2 separate regions of the Capsicum annuum genome follow, and region 2 is linked to region 1. The links are chromatin contacts, called in public Hi-C maps. All regions are on one chromosome and are shown on one strand. Each heading gives the region's core, a stretch centred on a gene start, on an enhancer-like site or on the middle of the called end of the contact. The rest is flanking DNA. Distances are from core to core; before and after follow the strand shown.

Region 1 (7,355 bases), core at 2,201-4,700:
AAACAAAGCGGCAGTTATTGCAAGTTACACCCAGTAGCAAGTAATAATTGCAACATTACTGATATATCTTCTGTAAAGAAGATCAAATTGATGAAAGTGTTTCTATTTTAGCTCGAGTAGTTATTGGCTTAATATTTTTTTTCATCTAAATATGGTTGATTCACTTAGACCAGCTTAGTTGGGTTCAAATTCTGTGTCTAACTAAACTTTTCTCGGAAACTCGGATAAGAAATTATCATAAATACCTTGTGAGCTTCCATAATGCAAATGCTTAATGCCAAATGTTGTTTTTTTGATACTAAAATAATGCAAATAACAACGTGAAAGTTGATAATTTAATTCGTATATCTTAGGTTACTTTAAATATTAATTGTAGGATCGAAATCATTACATATTCACTGTAATTTCATTAGTGGAGTATGAGAAAATTGAATGTAAGTAGATCTCATTTATATCTTACAGGCCACAGAGAGTCTGTTTCCAAATATATGATTGAAAAATTAATTTAATAAGAATGTCATATTAATGTTTAAGATACAATTTAAAATAATCGACTAACTTATTATAGAAATAAAAAATTACAAAAGGCTTATAAAATAAATTACTTTCATGTTATTGACGATTATTGATCTCCTATATTATAATCTTCTCTCGCATTTCTCTTACCTCAAATTTCTTTTAATTAAAAATAAATCTATTAGTAATAGAAAAATGTTGAATTACTTGGTAAACATATCATAAGGGCAAAAGAATGAGATAAACGGATAGAGCAACATGAATAAAGAAACACAAAAAAAGAGAATTAAATAGAAAAACCTGTAAATAGAAATACTACTACTTATAAAATACTGTAGTTTTCGTTTTCGTTGCATAAAAGAAAAAGGCTGGGTGTGTAGCTCCATTGTTCACAGTTGAGTGATGAAGATGGATAATCAAAGATCATTGTGGTGGCTCATTGGCATCTTCATTTCTCTGTTATCTTCAGCTCACTCCTTTTATCTTCCTGGTGTTGATCCTCGAGATTTTCAAACTGTATGTTCACGACACTCAATCTTTTTTATTTTTTTGTAAGACAAAAATATATGAGTCTTTTTTTGTTGGATTATGGTGTTAATAACAATATTTTGAATGATTAGGGGTTTTTGATAATCTTGGGGTTTTAGTAATTTATGTGTTAAAGTCCCGCATCGAAAACGGATCAGTAGCAATCCTCCTCATGAGCTAGATTTTGAGGTTGAGTTAGGCTCAAGATTCATTCTTAACATGATATCAGAGTCAGACTCATTCTAAATCTTTGTTCACCGTTGTTGGTGGGCCCCTATATTATATTGTGTTCACGCTCCAGTTAGGTTTGGGCCTCATATTATATTGTGTTCACGTCCTAGATCTTTGTTCACCGATGTTGGGCCCCCATATTATATTGTGTTCATGCTCCAGTCAATGAGGTTTGGGCGTGGTGGGAGTGTTAAGTATTTCACATCGAAAAAGGGTTGACTATCTCACATCGAAAAAGGGATAGGAGTTAGCACATTTGATTGATACTTAAGCTTTGCTTTCCAGCTTAAGCTAACAGAATTTTATCATTTCTAGTAGTAATCATAGATAACTCATAGGAATAACATATTAATTAGTTATAATTAATTAATATGAACGATCATTTTATTAAATTAATTAAATATACTAAATTTAAATAATTTACTTTAAAAAAAAGAAGGTAAGTAATTATACTTACCATATTCAAATTAAACTTAAATGGGAAATATATGAAAGATGTAGGATCCACCACTCATGTAATTTGTGGCAAATTGAAAAGTAAAATGAGACTTATCCCCCTATCCTTTAGGAGTCGTTTGGTAGAGTTTATAAGAACAATGTAGAATATAGTGTATTAATTATGCTTGTATTAGTTATGCTGATATTGTTTCTTATACGTTATTTGGTTTGATGTATTAGAGATAATATATCTTACATAATTTTAATAAAAGAAATGTTTGTTTACAAAAATACCCTTCTTTGACTTTGTACACTTTTTTGCAACAAAGTTCTTTTGCCATCCCAAACATAATTAGTATTATTGAATTAGTATATAGAGGTTTAGGATTAATTGCAAGACCCTTCGTCTTTGCGAATGAAATGTTATGCCGGCGGATTAGCATAGTTGGAACAAAAATTGAATACAAGATGTAAAATTAAGAAATAGTCTCAATTTTTTTTTAATCTTTTACAAAAACCCTCGAAGCAAAGCAAAAATTTATTGGAGTTATTTAAACCAACTATTCATCTTTGTAAATTAAAATGGTGGGAAAAGGAATTGTGAAATGTTTTGAGAAAATTCACTTTTGCAAATTAAAATGGTGGGAAAAGAAATTGAAATATTTTGAAAGGGAAATTGAGGGGTATTAAGGTCATTTAATAAGTCAATGCGTGTGTTTAAAGTCTTTGTATTACTAATAGTAGGAAATGATGTGTATTAGTAGTACATACCTCAATACACAATAGAGTGTATAACTAATGTTTGCATTAGTTATACCTAGGCAAAAAGATGTATCAAATAAGGTACTAGCAGTACACATTAATTAATGCATGCATTATATTTTTCAGTACACTCTACCAAACGACCCCTTAATGATATTTGTGTTCATATTGTAGGGGCATGATGGTAATAAAATAGAAAAAGAGAGGTTTTCTATATTGTTTTCGAGTTATCTGGCGTTTCAAAATGAGATTTTGATTACATTTTTAGTCGATTATTATTGTGTTCTGCAAATGAATTTTACTGATTGAGTATAGTCATCGTAGAGTTGACAATTAAGAAATAAAGATGGACCCATGTGTATGAATGGGGTGCACCTGCACCCATTAAATTTTCAATTTGTCGCATTTCATTTATTTTTCTGTTTTAATTTAAAAAGCTTAAATATAACAAAAGCTACAAGTTCGGGATCCCAACCCGCATCAATTTCCATATTATGCACGACTTTTATCATTGAATTACCACTCTTAATTGTCTTGACAAAGTTAAACTTCAATTATTAGCTCAGAATCCATCCTTAACTTATATACTTGTATTTTACCATTGCCGACGTCACTAGTGACCCCTCAAACACGATATTATCCTTCAGTAGTCATTTAAAATTTCGCTAATCTTCAAATTCTGACTTCGCCTCTATTAGGAAAAATCACAGTAGGCAGAGAGACCTGGGTGTTGGGAACAATCCTTAGATGTATAAAAGGAATTTGTAACCATGAATTTCTCGTGTTTATTGTAGAGTTAGGAAAAATCCTTCAGTAATTTTCTGTTTCGTTTGAGCAAGAATTTTTTCACGTAAAAATACCTACGTTACTTTTAACAATTCATACTTTATCTTCTCGTATTATTTCTGAAAGAACATGAATATTGCGAGCGATAGACTACAATTACTTACCAGTTACACATTCAAATTTGGAAAAGTGATTCTAACTATCTTATCGAAAGGAAAAACCTCACAAAAGTTCAACATTTCTTCAAATAAAATACTTATTCCAACACAACTTCAATATTCAAATATCATTATCAGAACTTAATTTTTTCAAAACATCACCAAAAAAGGAAAACCAAAATCCAAATATGGTAAGATGAAAAACCTAGAGGAATAGAAAAACCTAAGTAGTACACAAAAATTCATTTTTTCTTCCAACATGAATGTGTAAGAGTACTATATATATAAGTGGAATCTTATAAGGGGCACAGACTGTTTTGCGTGTTGGGTTCTCCCTCTCATTTCCATTAGTAGTAGAAAAAAAAAAAAGCCTTTTCAGCAGCAGAGGCAGAGAGGCGGGAAAAGGGAAAAAACAGAGAGAAAATGAATGGAAGAACAGACAAAGGCAGAGGAGGAGAAGAAGAAGAGGCGCTGCAGTCGGTGGAGGAGCGTTATACGGAGTGGAAATCACTCATTCCTGTTCTCTACGATTGGCTTGCTAATCATAACCTCGTTTGGCCTTCCCTCTCTTGTCGGTTCGTATATATATATGTACATTCACTCATGTTCCTTTAATTTCTATCCATGTATCTAGGGTTTTGTTGACTTGTGCTGTCTTTTGGTCGGTGCGTTTGGCTTGTTGAATTGGCTATTGTTAGTTTTGGTCTACTCGTAGTATTTATGATTTTGGTGCGTTTGGCTTGTTGAATTGCTCATTTTTAGTTTTGGCCTACTTGTACAATTTATGGTTCGGTGCGTTTGGTTTGTTGAATTGCTTGTTGCTAGTTTTGGCCTACTCATACTATTTATGGTTCGGTGCGTTTGGTTTGTTGAATTGCTCGTTGTTAGTTTTGGCCTACTCCTACTATTTATGGTTCGGTGCGATTGGCTTGTTGGATTGTTCGTTGTTGGTTTTGGCCTACTCGTACTATTTATGGTTCGGTGCGTTTGGTTTGTTGAATTGCTTGTTGTTAGTTTTGGCCTACTCGTACTATTTAAGGTCCGGTAAATCTGGCTTGTTGAATTGCTCATTATTAGTTTTGCCCTTCCCTCTGTTGTCTGTTCGTATATATACACACACACACACTTACATCCTCATTCCTCTATTTGTCCTTAATTTCTATGTATCTAGGGTTTTTTCAACTCGTATTTTTTTATTGTTCGGTGTGTTTAGCTTGTTGGGTTGCTCATTATAAGTTTTGGTGCATTTATTGTTTTGTTTGTTTGGTTTGACTTGACACATCGGTTAAGAGATTAAGTATCTATTCGGCCATGTTTCATTTTCAAAGTGAAAATAATATTGAAAATTGGAGTTGTGTTTGTCCATGAAATAAATTAGAGTTGTTTTTGAATTTTCGTGAGTAATTTGTAGTGGAAAAATTGAAAACAGGCTTTTGTTGTTTTTGGGACTTTTGAAAATAGTGAAAAAAAGTAAAAAACAGAACTTTTTGGAATATTATGGCCAACTGTTTTTTCCACGGCCAAACAGGCAAGAAACTTTTGAATCAGCGGTCTTAAACATAAAATACGTAGAATGTAACAAAATGTCCTTTAAAAGTCACCAAAAAGAGAAATATTCATTCATTTTGAAATGGTCTAAAAAGGAAAGTAACACAAATAAATTGAAACAAAGGGAGTAATACTTGGTCTATAGTGAAAAATTCTATTTTTTGGCGCGAAGTACTAATTGGTTTCATTAATGGCATCAAAAGGGATGCAAATAAGCTACTCCCCTATGTTTTAATTTGTTTGTATGATTTTGATTTGACATAAAGTTTAACGTAAATACGGCTTTTGAATCTTGTGGTATTAAACTAAAGATATGCAGAATGTACCAAACTGTCCCTTAATCTCGTGGTCTTAATTTGAAAAGTTGGCAAAAAAGGAAAGAGACATTCTTTTTGAAATAGACTAGAAAGGAAAATAAAGACAAACAAACTAAAATAGACGGAATACAAAATATAGAAGCAAAAATTAAAATGCCTGTTTGTTCCTTTCAATTCATATGCTCCAGAAAAATTATTGTAGGTACCAACTTCCATATTTTCTAATAGTAGTAGTTGTAGGTAAAAGGCCTTTTTAGCAGGCCTAATCAGTGAGTACTAAATAAGAGCAGAAAGAGAGGCGGGAAAACGTGATAGTAGGAGGAAGAGAGAATGAAAGAGAGAATGGTGAAAGGCAGAGAAGAGGCGCTGTCGGTGGATGGATGTTACACATGATGGAAGTTTATGATTCCTGTTATCTACGATTGGCTTGCTAACCATAAGCTTCTTTGGTCTTCTCTCTCTTGTCGATTTGTATTTATATATATATATATATATTCACTCACATCCTAATTCCTTTGTCTATCTCACTCTATTTATCTCTATATGGGGTTTTGTAAACTCACACTCCCTATTGTTTTGTGCATTTAGCATTTTGAACTGCTCATTGTTAGTTTAGTGCATTTGTTATTAATACTCTTGCTCTACAGTGATAATTTTGTATTTTTTTGGTGCGAAGTACTAATTCGTTTCATTAATGGCATCAAGTTGAACTTAATAAGTTACACAATACAACAACAACAACATACTCATTGGAAATCCCACAAAGTGGTGTGTGGGGAGTGTAGAGTGTAAACAAACTTTATTGCTACCTCTTGGAGATAGAGAGGTTGTTTCTGAAAATAAGTTACGAAGTATAGAAGCACGAAGCAAAAAGCAAAATATGTATTTGTTCTTTTAAAATAATCATTCTGAATCTTCATGTTCATTTTATTTTTTCCTTTCTTATACAAATGTTCTGTAGTAATGAGTTTCTATTTAATAAGCCCCTAGTCTCTGGGCACGTGCGTTTCACGTGCAAGTCCAGTCTTGTACACACGATTTTGTCACGTGATATTAATTTTATTAAAATACAACACCTTTAATTTTCTTTCAAAATATCACCAAAAATTCTAAATATGGCAAGGAGAAAAATCCAATCTGATGAGGAATAGGAAACCCTAGGTTGTAAAATAAGTGTATTTATTACCAGAGCTACTATATTTAAGTGGAATCCTAGAAGGCACAAACTGTTCTGCGTGTTGGGTTGACCCTCATTCTAATAGTAGCAGTAAGGAAAAGTCACTTTAGCAGTAAGTACTAAATAAGAGCAGAGTAGAGAGGCAGGAAAACGTGAAACCGAGAAATGAAAAGGAGAGCGCAGAAAGGCGGAGAAAAAGCGCCATTGATAGACGAAGATTACACTCGGTGGAAGTCTTCGATTGCTGTTATTTACGATTGGTTTACTAACCATAGCCTCGTTTGGCCTTCCCTCTCTTGTCGGTTCGTATTTATATACTCACTCACATCCCCATTCCTCTATATCTCCATATCTAGGGTTTTTGTTAACTCGCACTCCCTGTTGTTCGCTGCATTTTGCGTTTTGAATTGCTCATTGTTTTAATTTGGTGCATTTGTTAATAATTAATACTCTTTCCCTAATCTCTATTGGGAATTTTTTTTTTTTTTTTTTTTTTTTTGTGCAAAGTACCAATTGGTTTCGTTAATGGCATCAAGTAGATGCAATCAAGTTACAAAATGCAACAACAACATACCCATTGGAAATCCCACAAAGTAGTGTGTGGGGAGGGCAGAGTGTGCAAACTTTGCTCCTACCCCTTGGAGATGGGGAGGCTGTTTCTGAAAATTAATCTACAAACATAGAAACAAAAAGCAAAATAACCTTTTAAAAAATTATTTTAAATGTTCATGTTCAGACCATCCCCCCACAACATGAACAAGAAAAGGTATCATTGTTTTGTAATGATTCAAGTACTAATATTGTTTGAATAAAGATAAATGACAATGTATCATGATAAAATCTAGTCCTAACATATTCATGTGTTACTTTACAAAAACAAAATAATTAGTGTAT
Region 2 (7,355 bases), core at 2,059-4,558, 63 kb before region 1:
AATGGATTGGCCTAAATTTATACGGATCATATTTTTCCTCAAATAATTTTGCCATCTTTGGTCATAGTCAAATGATAAGTTAAATTCTTCAGTTATATCCACAAAATATTGAGTAGTTAAACGTTATTTTCATCATGTCGAATTATTTATCGTATTTTTTTCACACATTTTTTATTGGGTAAGTAAATATTATTTTTATCATGTCAAATTATCTATCGTGTTTTTTTTCACACGATACCCCTATTGAGTAGTTAAATGTTATTTTCTTCATGTTAATTATTTGTCATGTTTTTTTTTCACACGCTCCTTATTGAGTAGTTAAATGTCATTTTCATCGTGTTAAATTATTCATCGTAATTTTCACACGCCCCTTAAAAGATGACTAATTAGAAACTCGTACTAATTATGAGGAGGTTTCGATTATTTTATACTTATTTATGTTTTAAAAAATAATCTCTCTTAATTAAATATTTACTCTATTGAAATCTTTGTAGTCTCCAACAATAATTAACACTCAGATTAAAAAAAAAATTGCCTCACACTTCTAAAATAACTTGAAAAGCCTATTTTTAAAAATCACCATAGATAATTTAAGACGAAGGAATAACTCACTAGTTGTAGTAAATTAATTAGCTCAACAGATAATATTTTCTCCATTTTCACTATAAATTCAATTCTAATATTAAATCTTTCTTTCTTTTAACTCTTTTTCTTTCACTGTGTTATTCCTCCTCTCCTTTTTCGAATTTTCTCGAGACGGTATTTAATAATGTCCGTTTTCCACCGGCCACTTAATGATTTTATATAAACATACACATATATATATATATATATAAAAAAATTAAAATATACCTGTAAGTTAGTTAGTTAGACGGAATATAATTCAGAAACATATGAACCCTTGCTATCATATTATTATGATTGCAAAAATTTATTTTAATATTATAGAATTTAATTTGTACCACTGAAGAAAAATGGCTGGAAATTGAATAGTGGAGGTGGAGCCCCTACTGAAGCCAGCTACATATATTCAATTTCACATTGAGACTTTGAACATTTTTACTTCTTGCTAGCCACACCTTTGTTATAATTTACGTGACATAGATAGAATTTTGAGAGTTAATTAAATTTACTTTGATCGAAATCTCTATGTTTGAATTCTATGATCATAGTTTAGAAGTTTGAATTTTGAAATTCCAATTATACGCCACATAATTTGAGAATGAGGGTGTACCTTCTCACACTATTCTTGATATTATTATTTCCTCCATATATATATTTAGATATCCATCCAGCTGGAAATTGGTTAATAAAAGGAAACAATTGCATCTTTTTGCAGTAATAATAAATGAAACCAACAGCTTTGTACATACAATTCTGAAGAAAACTGGAAATAGTCATTTATAAAACCAGTACCTTAAGTTTCAGATTGGTCTTTTTTGTTAAAATTTCCAAAATTCAACTTCACATTAGATGCGAATCCAGAATTTATGGATTATGGATTCAAATCTAACAGATGTACGTATTCAATAAATGGTTTTAGGTGATTTAATTAGGATCCTCAAATAAGTTTTCCATTCTATTTTATCTTCTACAATTTCATATGCTAAGGACAGATCCAATTAATTACATGTAATTTGGCTGTTAAATTACTTGATTGTGTAATTAATTAAATGCACTTTCTTGATACTATGTGTTAGTACGTACATAGGATTTTCTTTTTTTAAATGTTTAATATAGTAGAGGCGCCTCCTAATTAGTTTCAACAATTTCAACTTCATATAGGCAATTATTTAACAGTCAAGAGCGATTATATAGGGAAAAAGTACTATGCATTGTTGCAATATTTATAAATCACGTAACATAGTTAGTTGCTAAGGAAATAGACCTTTGAAAGTAACTCACATAATATTATGAGAAATATTATAAATGCACCCAGATGGACCACAGATGTTTGTCACTTTTTTTTTTTTTTTTTTTTTTTTTTGAGAAAATGTTAAAAATTTTCTCTCTTATTTTTACGATACAAAAAAAATATATATATATATATATAATGACAATTAGTCAACAACAATAGTTTAATTATCAGTAAATTAATATTTGTTAGATAGACTAGAACAAAGGAGAAAACGATTAACCATAAACACCAAAAAAATCCTAACAAGCTTACGCATATATATACTTTTAAATTGTTTGGTGTTAACAAATAATAATTGACAATAGCCAGAAAAGACTAACCACTAATATTTATATAGCTAGATAAATAATGTATGTTACAGCCTAGGAGTTCAATAATTGGTGGTTGATACACTCTTCTTATACCTTAAATATAGTAAATATACAATCTCACTTTTGTACATTTTTTATAAGAACTATATCTCACCTGTTTTTATGGCTAAATGCTTAGTTCTAGAAACTACTAAAAATAGGAGGATTGTGATAGATTAAACTATCAAATCAATTCATATAGGTATAAGCTTAAATGAAATAATGGAGAAAAAAATTCATATAGTCGATCTCAATCATAAATACAATCATATTTCTGCATTAAAGCTCATACAAGCAAGCATTTTTAACCTTTAAAAAGACGAATATTTTATAGAAAGAGTAACAAAAAGCACAAAAAAAATACCAATTCATTCATGATTAATCCACATAATACATATAAAACATGATCCGTGAGAATTCAAAATAAAACTAATTACAGCCAAACTTACATATCGAACGTCTCTGGTTTTATATTTTATGGTTATAGAGAATAACCCGATCGATCCCTTGCTTCCATTAGTCAGGCGCAGGGATCCCGTCTCTTTAGCTAGAATTATTCCTTTTACATATACAAATAGACCCTAATATTATAGCTAATAAATCATTTTTTACGATGTAATATATCCCTCTTCGATAAGATGCACATATTTTACATGCGTCTTGGCAAAAAAGAAAAACAGTGAGGACATTACAGAAGGGTGGAAAAACATTTCATAAATTCTCTAATATTCTTAACGAAATTCCCATCTCATTAAAAAATATAGTTTCTGCTATCTTTCATCAGCTTATCCATAAAAAATACAGACATTATATTAGACTTCTCACAAGAAAATTTTGATGGCAAACCAGGAGAATGTGATGACAAACAAACCACAGAAAAGAATGGCCCTCTTAGTTCACCAGCAAAAGAAAATCGACTGAAAAAAGATAAACGAGAAAATTAAACACAGCCTATTCAGTGGGGACTTCAGCCCCCGTGTACAAAATTCAGTGCCTCCAGTGTCTGGTTCTTTCACAAGCGTCGTCTATAAAATTTGCTAGCCATCAAGCATAATCGTGCCCACCGTACCACGTCTGGTGATGAGCATAAAAACTTTGCTGTCACGGAATGAGTGGTGTTTATGAACAATAGCTTACTGTGTTTTGTCATGTAACGAGGAGCTAGAGTATTCTGTTCCATTTTCTGAAGTTACTTCGGATGTAGCGCTGGTTGATACATCACCATTGTCATTCGTGCTACCGCGGAAGCTCCTTGAAGCAAGAGCAGGATTAGGATTACCCTGAGGTTGACCACTTGCGACGCCTTGCCCTTCCTCTGCTAGGCGTTTAAGAAGATTCATGACAGTAGGAAGGAACCTTGTGGATAAAGAGATAAGTCCAGGAAGCTGCCAAAACGCATATAGATCACCATCCCCGAAAAGATCATTATTTCAAAAGTTCCCACATTTGTCCAAATTTGTGAAAGAAGCAATTATAAAGGATAAATAAGATTAAGCCACATTGGTTGCTCGACTCACATACCACCAGTTAAAATACAAACAACGAACTATAAAACATCGCAAAAATAGAAAGGAAAGGTCAAATCTAATGAGATAATAACCTCCTACTTGAGGACCACAAACCTAGATCTCTACTCCTTGCATTGCTGGGAAACAAGAGGAAAGAAGATAAAGAAAGGAAATGTTCTAAAATTTTCTGTTCTGTTGATCGTTGTTTGGAAGATCAGAAAGGGAATCATTTCACTTCCAGCATCTCCTACCTTTCTCTTCCTTCCCCTAGTTTCCTAGGGTAGGGTAAAACATCTCCAGGAAAATACAAACGTATGAAGAGAAGCACCACGGGAAGATCACTACTTCATTACTTCTCTTTTTGTAACTATGTCGAACAGAACTTTAGAACGTCATTTGCAACTGAATATCATCCATGTGTTGTACTTACAGGGTGAAGAAAAAATATTTAATCTTCTAAGACGCGACTAACCTTACCTGCAAGAGTCATTTAGTTGAATTGTTTTTCCTTTTTACAAAGATATTTGGTTGAATTGTTTTTTTCTAATAGATATTTGGTTGAATTGCTTCTAGTTTGCAAACATTAGAACTCTAAGAAAGCAGCACTTACAACTCCATTTCGGAATTCGCCTGAGATGTCCATTTGCACCCAAAGAGCTTTAAATAGCAGGTATGCGACGAATATAAACCCTAAATATAAAGGATTTCTGGAAGGGAAAAAAAAAAAGTAAAATCCACATGAGCTATGAGTTGAACCATGTTATACTGTAAAATATAGGGGCTCATGAACTACAAGTCAAGAGGAATACCTTAAGAGAGTCATGAATTCGTTGAATCCCAATATAACCATGGCAGCAATTGCCCATGGAGGTGGTAACCAGTTATTATTTCTCTTGCTAGCCTCCTGAAAGTTGAATAAAAGAACATCAGAAGCTATCAAGAACGAAGGGCAAACTTCACATAAAGATAAACGATGCAGAACATCACCTGCAGGTGCTTAAGAGCCTGTTTGGATTGGCTTATTGTAAGTGCTTTTAAGGCAAAATAGCTCTTAAGCACTTTTTTAGTGTTTGGATAAAATAAAAAGGTACTTATATGCACTTGGTTTTAAGTCAATATCGATAAAAATAAGCCAAAAGTCATAAGTTAGAAATCCAGGCTTATGGCTTTTGGCTTATAAGCTGAAAAAAAAAACAGCCAAAAGCCAATCCAAACAGGCTTTACGTACTGTCCAACTTCTAAGTACTCAAAATTAGAATTCATACACCTTGCATGAAAGACAATCAAGCGCCTAGTACCAAAAGGTACATCCCACTCTTTGATGCAAAAGATAAATCTCTGGTGTTCGATGGACAAAATTGTACTTCCAACTGTTCTAATACCATTATTTAGTGAAAATACCCAGCATTACAAGACCTTCTACCCTTATTGAAACATTTCAAACATATTCAACCAACAACCAAACGATGACATACAAGAATGCACCGTCAGAAAAGTAGAAAGAGATGCGCAATAGCATCTAATATCTTGCCTGAGCAGCAATGGCTTGTGAAACAACATATTCAGTCTCCGTCTTGAATTGCCTCCACAAAGACTTGCACTGGACAGGTGTAATCAAAGTTCTAGATGGAGGGATCTGCAATATAAATTGACCACAAGATGAAAATTATATGGGCTGAATTATACAACGCAAAGATTACTTAATCATACAAAAAAGTCTGGTTCCTAAAGACGAAAAATTTCTTAGGGGCCTTTGTAGTCCTTTCAGGTCTAAAAATCAAATCATTAAAACGAAGTAATTAACACGTCCGATTATGCAGTAAGATTAGCTTGTACGTTTAGCACTGGGTTGTATTATATTAATCCAAATGTGACATAATTTAGTTGATCGTCATCTCCAGCAAAATCCCAAACAAAATATTCACACTCCCGTGAGCTATGTAATGGTGAATGGCCTATTAAAGAAGAGAATCTTATCTTCCCCTTTTCCTCCTTTTTTTTGGGCAAAGGTAACATATTATCTTCCCCATTTCACTGACCACTTTTTTTTGTTTGCAAATAGTTTCAAAGGCAAACCACATAAGTGAGCCAATTACCTCATCCCAAGTGCTAGATGCCAGAGGATCAACTGATGTAATGCTCTTTGCGGAGGAAGCACCTGCTTTTCCATCTACAAGAGCAACTATAAGTGTTTTGTCTATACTGTCACTCTCATCTTCCAAGCGAACAGCAGCCATAACTGACAGGAGCTTCAGAGACTGGGAGAAAATTGAGAGAAGTCAGTACATTATGAGATGCAGTACTTGAAACATGAAATCACGCATTAAAAGAAAGGAAACTTATTTCCGGACAATCATACAGCTGATCGCGCAGTTTTAGTAATTGCTCGAATATCTTCCTTGCCAGTCCAAATTCGTGGCATAGAATCCTGATCATGGCTGAACAATGTTGAAAACCTGCCAGTAATTTTGAGGTCATTCTTTGTATCATAAATACCAAATAGTGTATGTTAGCTGGAGAACGAGATCAACTCATGTCCATACCTGTCTTTCATGCGAATCAAGACCCTTCCAGCTTCTTCCTTTGCCTTTGATTCAACTACTCCACGTGCATAATCTTTCAACCGAAAAACCATATTATCCCTACTTTCTTCATCCATTTCAAAACCAGAAAGTGCAGCAGAAAAACCAGAGACAGCTGTTTCAGTCTCGCGCTGAAGCAGTTTTCTTATTGCTGCCCATGTATCATCACCAGCTCCATCTAAAAGAGCCTCAACTGGTCCAGCCAATGCCTCGTTCAGTTTTGTCTAAACAAGAATTTCTCTTCAGTTCCAGTATAATTACATTTACATCTAAAGTAAAAATCAAATGGTCCTCCCACTTGTTTGCTATATCAAATAGAATCCACTACCAACAACAAATATTTACAAATATTACACATCTGGCACCAGCCATTTAGCTACTATCAGAGGCAACTAATTGATGGCATGCTTCCTTAATGAGGGAAATAATATTAAACATCCCAAGTATGCCGGCGCAAATTTTTTGACCTCAAATCCGAGAACAGATCACAACAAAAAAATTGAAGTGAGTTCCGAACGTTCACATTATTGTAGTAAACTTTGGCCCTAACTCAACCTCGAAAGTTACATGAGAAGGTGAGGATTATCTAAAGACCAAATAGGGTGACGACATCCCATGCACTGGATCGATGTGGGACTCTTAGCACCTAAAGCACAACACATTCTGGACATTTGCAGTGAATAACACGAGTCTATCATTGTTGTGTTGAATAATATAAGGGCCTATCGTTGGATAACATAACAACAGGGAAAGGTTGGTATGACTTCATATCATGTTATAAAAATGGATCTTGGGCCTTGTTCAATCTCAAAACTCAAAGCTAGCTAAAGAAACGAGTATCCTCCAAAATGTAAGGAGACAACGGCTACAATGTGAGACTTAATACAACAACAACAAACCCAGTGTATTCCCACTTAGTGGGGTCTGGGGGGGGTAAGATGTACGCAGTCCATACCTCTACCTCTGATGAAGTAGAAAGGTTGTTTCCGAAAGACCC

What was found. A called contact is a pair of places that touch in the nucleus more often than the background predicts.
Region 2: a contact with region 1 is called in a Hi-C map of leaf, with 2.0 times the contacts expected there. The contact joins the enhancer-like site here to the promoter of LOC107861738 in region 1. A contact is called at or near these places in 5 of 5 Hi-C or Micro-C datasets (bud, leaf, pericarp and 1 more).

The regions. Positions count from the first base shown.
Region 1 is chr3:268,296,783-268,304,137 of UCD10Xv1.1, reverse strand. LOC107861738 (WD-40 repeat-containing protein MSI4) reads left to right here and starts at 3,450. Exons shown (of 15, transcript XM_016707089.2): 1 at 3,450-3,994. The coding sequence starts at 3,843.
Region 2 is chr3:268,359,819-268,367,173 of UCD10Xv1.1, reverse strand. LOC107861735 (protein ROOT HAIR DEFECTIVE 3) reads right to left here. Exons shown (of 23, transcript XM_016707086.2): 17 at 6,320-6,582; 18 at 6,136-6,232; 19 at 5,873-6,034; 20 at 5,308-5,412; 21 at 4,586-4,680; 22 at 4,387-4,483; 23 at 2,968-3,653. The coding sequence ends at 3,402. Among protein-coding and RNA genes, the nearest start is that of LOC107861734, 5.9 kb to the left of the region's middle. Within about 2 kb of position 3,308, at least 3 of the 5 cell types and tissues checked have an H3K27ac peak or open chromatin away from gene starts, as enhancers often do. A contact at or near this core is called in bud, leaf and pericarp, where this site is marked.